2 separate regions of the Sus scrofa genome follow, and region 2 is linked to region 1. The links are chromatin contacts, called in public HiChIP or PLAC-seq maps. All regions are on one chromosome and are shown on one strand. Each heading gives the region's core, a stretch centred on a gene start, on an enhancer-like site or on the middle of the called end of the contact. The rest is flanking DNA. Distances are from core to core; before and after follow the strand shown. Region 1 holds the start of LOC100737060 (chondroitin sulfate proteoglycan 4-like). Region 2 holds the start of GPX8 (probable glutathione peroxidase 8).

Region 1 (2,779 bases), core at 113-2,612:
CTATAGCTTCTCTGTTTCCCCTCCAGAGAGGAGCAGACCCTCTTCCCTTAGAAGGTGCTGGGAAAGTTTCAAATTGGAACTAATTCTCTGCTCTTTGTCAAGTGTTCATCCTCTGACCAATCACTGGAAAGGTCATGAAAGTTGGTGCTGGCTCCCATTTTCAACACACTTGCACAAGGGTGGGGCAGAGAGTGTGGAGCAGTTCCCCTAGAGAAGTAGGGTGAGGTTTCCAGGAGAATGGAGGACTGTTGGGCAGAGGAAACCTGTCTGCTCAGGAGTTAAAGTACAGATCATCTATGCTTAAAAGCACTTCTGGGAGTTCCCCTTGTGGCTCAGAGGAAACGAACCCAGCTAGTATCCATGAGGATTTGGGTTGGATCCCTGGCCTCACTCAGTGGAATAAGGATCTGGCTTTGCTACAAGCCATGGTGTAGATTGCAGATGTGGCTTGGATTCTGCAGCACTGTGGCTGTGGTTGTAGGGTGGTAGCTCCCATTTGACCCCTAGCCTGGGAACTTCCATATGCCACCAGTGCGGCCCTAATAAGAAAACAGAGGGGTAAGAAAAAAGCACTTTATTACAGAACTAAAAAGGAAAGGAAGGGGAAATAAAATCATCTTTAATTTTATTAGGTATAAAATATCGCTAACATTGTTGCCCTTGTTAGCACACGCATTACCATTTTGTCAAACACCAATGTTGGAGTGAACACAGCCCAGAAACATGGCCCAGAGGCTGACCTAGAAGCCCGCAGCTCTGGCTGGTCAAACCCTGCCAGGCCCCGTTCTAGCCCCGTTCTCTCAGGAGGTGAGTGTTCCTGCACATGACTCTTGGGCCTTGATTCACGCACCTGATAGACTATTGCTTCAAAAACTCAGTGAAATTATTTTAGGGATAGTCCTTTTAAAATAAATAAAAATAAGGCTCACATTTGGGAAGGAATGATTACATCGCTTTTCTCCTCCCATTCTAACTCAGCATTCACCCAACACAGCTGACGGTGCCTGTGCTCCAGGTATGTGTTGGGGATACAGCAATAAGTTGGCGCTCACTCTGAAGCCTTAAGGTCTTAAGTAGGGTCATACCTCAGGAATGCTTCTCCCTCCAGCCACCATTTCTCCACAGTGCCTGCTCTCACACCTAACTCCTTTGCCAGGCAGGCTGGGGTGGGGGGGCAGGTAATCTCTCCCACCGAGCCTGCCTGGGCCCTGGAGCACGGGAAAAGTTCCGGTAGGCGCCGCGGTTGGCAAGCGACGCGGAGCGTGATGGGGACGCAACAGCTGCGGATTGCAAGTGGCTCTCCCCGCCCCCGCCCAGCCCCCGCGCTGGTTGGGGGCGGCGCCCCCTGGCCAGGCTCTGGGTCCCGCCGGCTGGCGGGGAGGGGTCGGCTCAGGTATCGCGGCCGCGGCCGCCGCCCGGGAGCGAGCGCTGGGCGCGGGACCGCCAAGGCAGAATGGGGCGGCTCGGAGCCCGCCGCCTCGTCCTGCTCGCCGCCTGCCTGGGGCTCTGCGAGGCGCTCGGAGGTACGCGCACCTAACTTCCCTTCCCCGTCCCAGCCTCGGCCGGGCGCGCGCGGAGCCCGCCAGGAGAGGGGGGTGGCGAGCGGAACGGGGGGCGGGGAGACCCCTGTACTCTGGGGGCTCCGGGAGACGCCGCGGCCCGGCAAGTCCCTCAGCGACCGCAAGTTTAACTCTCTGGCCGGGCCTTGGGAGCCGGGCAGCCGGGGGAGGAGACCGCTTGGTTCTGCGGTGACTCCCGGCCTCCGCGGAAAATTTCCAACTCCCCGCCCCGCGCGGCCCGGCCCCTCAGATCCCCGCCAGTTCCGGAGCCTGAGGGGCGGGCCCTGCGCTGACCTACACGCGGCCTTCGCCGCCGATTTGGGGTTTCAGAGCCAGACTTCTGGTGGCCCTCGGACGAGCCAGGCTGAAGGTTCCCGGCTGTCCTCCCTTCCGAGCCTTTTCAGCCCTGCCGCGTACCCAGGCCCCTTACTCGGTAGCACGTGACCCGCACGGGTTTGGGGGTCCCTGGCCTGTTCCATGAGCCCTTCCACAGTCCACTTACATTTTCTGGACTCGATTCTCCGAAAGTGCTTTAAATTTCCATGGCTCTTTTCAGTTGTCAAAGATTACTAACGCAAGACAGTTATGGAGACTTTTTACATAATGCAACTCAACAGTTGTGCCTTCCTGCTCTTCACGGCCCTTTGAAATTCAGTTCAGCTCAACAAAAAATTTTCTTCGAGACTGTTTAGAAAACACTCTAAATCAAAGGCCTTGTAAATCTTTGTGGTACGCTTATTTACTTCCCTTCAGTTGAATTCCCTAGGAGCTTCAGTCAGAGTCGCGTTCGGGCTGGGTGGGGGTTGCCAGGCCCTCAGAGTAGCGGGGCCTCACTCTCACCTCTGCGCATGCCTGTTCCAGCTCCTCCAGCTCTGCGCCTATCCGCTGTTGGGGGCCTCTTTTGAGCTCCTCCGTTTTCATCTCCCTCTTTCCAGATTCCTCTTCTGCTTCCTCCCGCGGCCCCTTCCTGCCTGGCGTCCAGGGTGGGTTAGGCGGGGTACTAAGGTCCAGGTGTGGGGCCGCTGTGACTCTGATTTTGGTGTGGCTTGAGAGAAGGTGCTAGTTGTAGACCCGGAGATCTGAGAGGGCAGTGAATGGCGTTGGGGGTCAGAGGGGTGGTGATGGAAGTCCCATGGCTTTGGAGACAGGTGGACTTGGTCTTTAATCTGGGTGCCACTGCATATTCTCAGAGTGACTTTAAGAAAATTACTTCTCTCAGT
Region 2 (2,700 bases), core at 150-2,649, 220 kb before region 1:
ATCTAGCTCTTTGATAGTTTTATAAAACTTGCCCACTAAAACATTTCAAATGAAATAGGAAAGTATGGTCCTCGCACATTTGTTTTAAAAATGAAAAGCAATGAAAAACATTAAATTGGTGAGGCAAGGCAGATATTTACCAACAAGAAATCTAAATGCAGGTTCTGCTTCAGATCCTAGAATCTTAATCTTGTGGAAGATGGGGAATGTTACTCCGTAGTTATTTCTTGCAAAAGATAATACTTCCTTGCTTGGGCGGGGCTCCGATTCTCCAAACTGATTGCATGGAAAAGCCAAGACGCTGAAGTGGAATGGTCCAAACTCTTTGTGCAGTTCCTGCAGTGCTAAGTAATTTCTGTCTGTGAGTTGGCAGTCACTAGCCACGTTTACAACTAGTGCAACCTCCCGGAAAAAGAAAAAAATCCAACCGGAAAGTGAAGCAAATAAAAGATTAAAAAAAAATTCTGCAAGTAGTTAAAATCCTAAACCATTTTGGAGGAATACAGCCCTTGATAGACGGTTATTTCATATTTTTATATATACCAAATAATACTGAAAATCATAACCCATATGCATGAGTTAAAACTCTAATAAAAGATCACAGTAATTAAGAAAGCCCCAGGTACTCAGGGAAAGTTTATTTTTAAATAAAAGATAAAATATGATTATTGAAAGAGTGCTTTTTAATATTGTCAAATTATGGATTAATACTCTTGTTAATGTCTACGTATTCACATTACTAAATACAAGAATTTCCTAAACGACTTTAAAAGTATTATTTCAGCACTTAAAACATTTTAAAGCAGTTAAGATAATCAGTTTATCAATGAGAAATATACTATGAGATACTAAAGTGATATACTAATATTACTTTGAAGACTAAATTATAACACTATAAACATATAAATTGACTATTAAGAGAATAAGAACGTGGACAGAAAATACAAAGAAAAATCAGAAGATGCAACTTACTTTGCCTTTAAACTTTTCCAGAGAAACCGTTCTTCCTTTTGCATCTTTCACTTCAAAGTTATAAAAGCTGTTGATTTTAGGTTTTAGGAATTTTAGTTGTAGAAGAAATAGCATTACTGTACAGAGAACCATAGACAGCAAAACTGCAAATACCTTTGCTTTGGGCCCTGAACATCTTAAAGGGTAGGCTGTGAGAGGCTCCATTTTGGATGATTCCAGAGTGTCGTCTCAACAGGCTGGAATTCAAGGAGGAGCTGAAACTTGAAACCGGCTCAGTGTAACGGAAAGTCAGAAAGGACAGACTAGCGCCTTTCATGCCTCAGATGGAGAATGGAGTGAAACTCCCGAATGAAGTCAAAAGCTCTAGAGAATATCCGCTGCAATTTTTGCTAGAAAAAATATCGGGACATTTTGGGTAGTACTTGAAGATAGTCCCAACAAAGGAAATATTCCGCCAGAAGATGGTGCCCTTGTAACTTGAAAACTGTGAAGTACTCCCAGCAATTGCCTGGATGTGTTGGAATATTGGATATATAATACCCAGCAATAGTTCATAATATTGATTAAATTGGTCTATTAATATATCTCTATAGGAATTTAATATATATATATGCATGTAATCTTCATACGGCTTAAGCATGCTATGTGAATTCAAGGTATTAAGAGTAGAAAGGGTACTGAAATATCTGAAAAGGCTACTTGCTCTGACCTCATCTAGCTAAGTCAATGCTAAGTGAATATAGCAAAAAATTGATCAAAGCAATGATGGCTTAAAAAAAAAACCCTCCTCTATCATAAAGCAAACTATAGTTCAATGATTTTTCAAATTTTTGCTTATGATGCATAGAAAGAAATGCACTTTATGAGTATACACAGGCACATGTAACTGTGACATTTCATTAAGCAGTGCTTCTGCTTTGAACTGTGATGCCCTGTGGTCTATTGCGTTTTTAAAAACAGCATGGTTCCGACCCATGAAAATGATTGTTCACCAATGGGCTGCACACTGGAAAAATACTGCAGTCTATAATAAAGTAGGAATTTAACAAATAAGATATTTCTACACAAAAGGCAAACACAACTCCCACCCCCACTCTATACCCCCTTCTTGGGTGCATCATCTAGTTGCTTCATTTTGTATCTTTATTTTTCAAGTGGCTGTTGCTTTCTACAGAAGATCTAACTTTGTTGAAAACTTTAGGGGCATGCATGGAAAGGGAGTTGAGGGCTGCCTATCCTGAAATCTATGGTTCCTTTAGCTACCTTAGAAAATATCCTGTTCAGGATATGTAGCAAGTTTTGAAAAAAAGGTGCTTTGTTCCTCTAGGGTCTGACTGTTGGTGTGTGTAAGTTTCCAGATAATGCTAGAGAAGTCTGAGAAGCTTGAGAGAGTCCCTTCCCATCCTTGTTAGATCTTTAGAGCTTTCAAGCTTGCTAAGGAGGCTGCTAGCTCTGCTCCCATCCCTGCTTCTGAGGTGTGCGTGTGTCTGTGTGTGGAGGTTGTTGAGCAATGCCCACAGCTTAGGCACATTAACCTGGCAGAGACCATAAACCACTTCACTCCCACTCTTGGGGCCTAATAAGAGTGGATGCAAAAGAAAACTTTTCCCTTATAATTTCTAGTAAAAATTGAAAATATACACAAAAATGTATTCTACCACTTTTTAACTGTAGTAATTTTAATTTGGTATTCTTAAGCTGAGTTATGGAAAAAGTCAAAATCCCTGT

The links. HiChIP or PLAC-seq counts read pairs in DNA pulled down with a chosen protein or histone mark.
Region 2: a contact with region 1 is called in an H3K27ac HiChIP or PLAC-seq map of skeletal muscle. The contact joins the promoter of GPX8 here to the promoter of LOC100737060 in region 1. A contact is called at or near these places in 14 of 47 Hi-C or Micro-C datasets (adipocytes, alveolar macrophages, brain and 7 more) and 1 of 2 datasets of contacts at active chromatin or transcription factors (skeletal muscle).

The regions. Positions count from the first base shown.
Region 1 is chr16:34,112,262-34,115,040 of Sscrofa11.1, reverse strand. It overlaps LOC100737060 (chondroitin sulfate proteoglycan 4-like), which reads left to right and starts at 1,362. Exons shown (of 13, transcript XR_002339749.1): 1 at 1,362-1,523.
Region 2 is chr16:34,334,853-34,337,552 of Sscrofa11.1, reverse strand. GPX8 (probable glutathione peroxidase 8) reads right to left here and starts at 1,399. Exons shown (of 2, transcript XM_013984774.2): 1 at 973-1,399. The coding sequence starts at 1,176. The region is part of intron 2 of CDC20B (cell division cycle protein 20 homolog B); the gene reads left to right.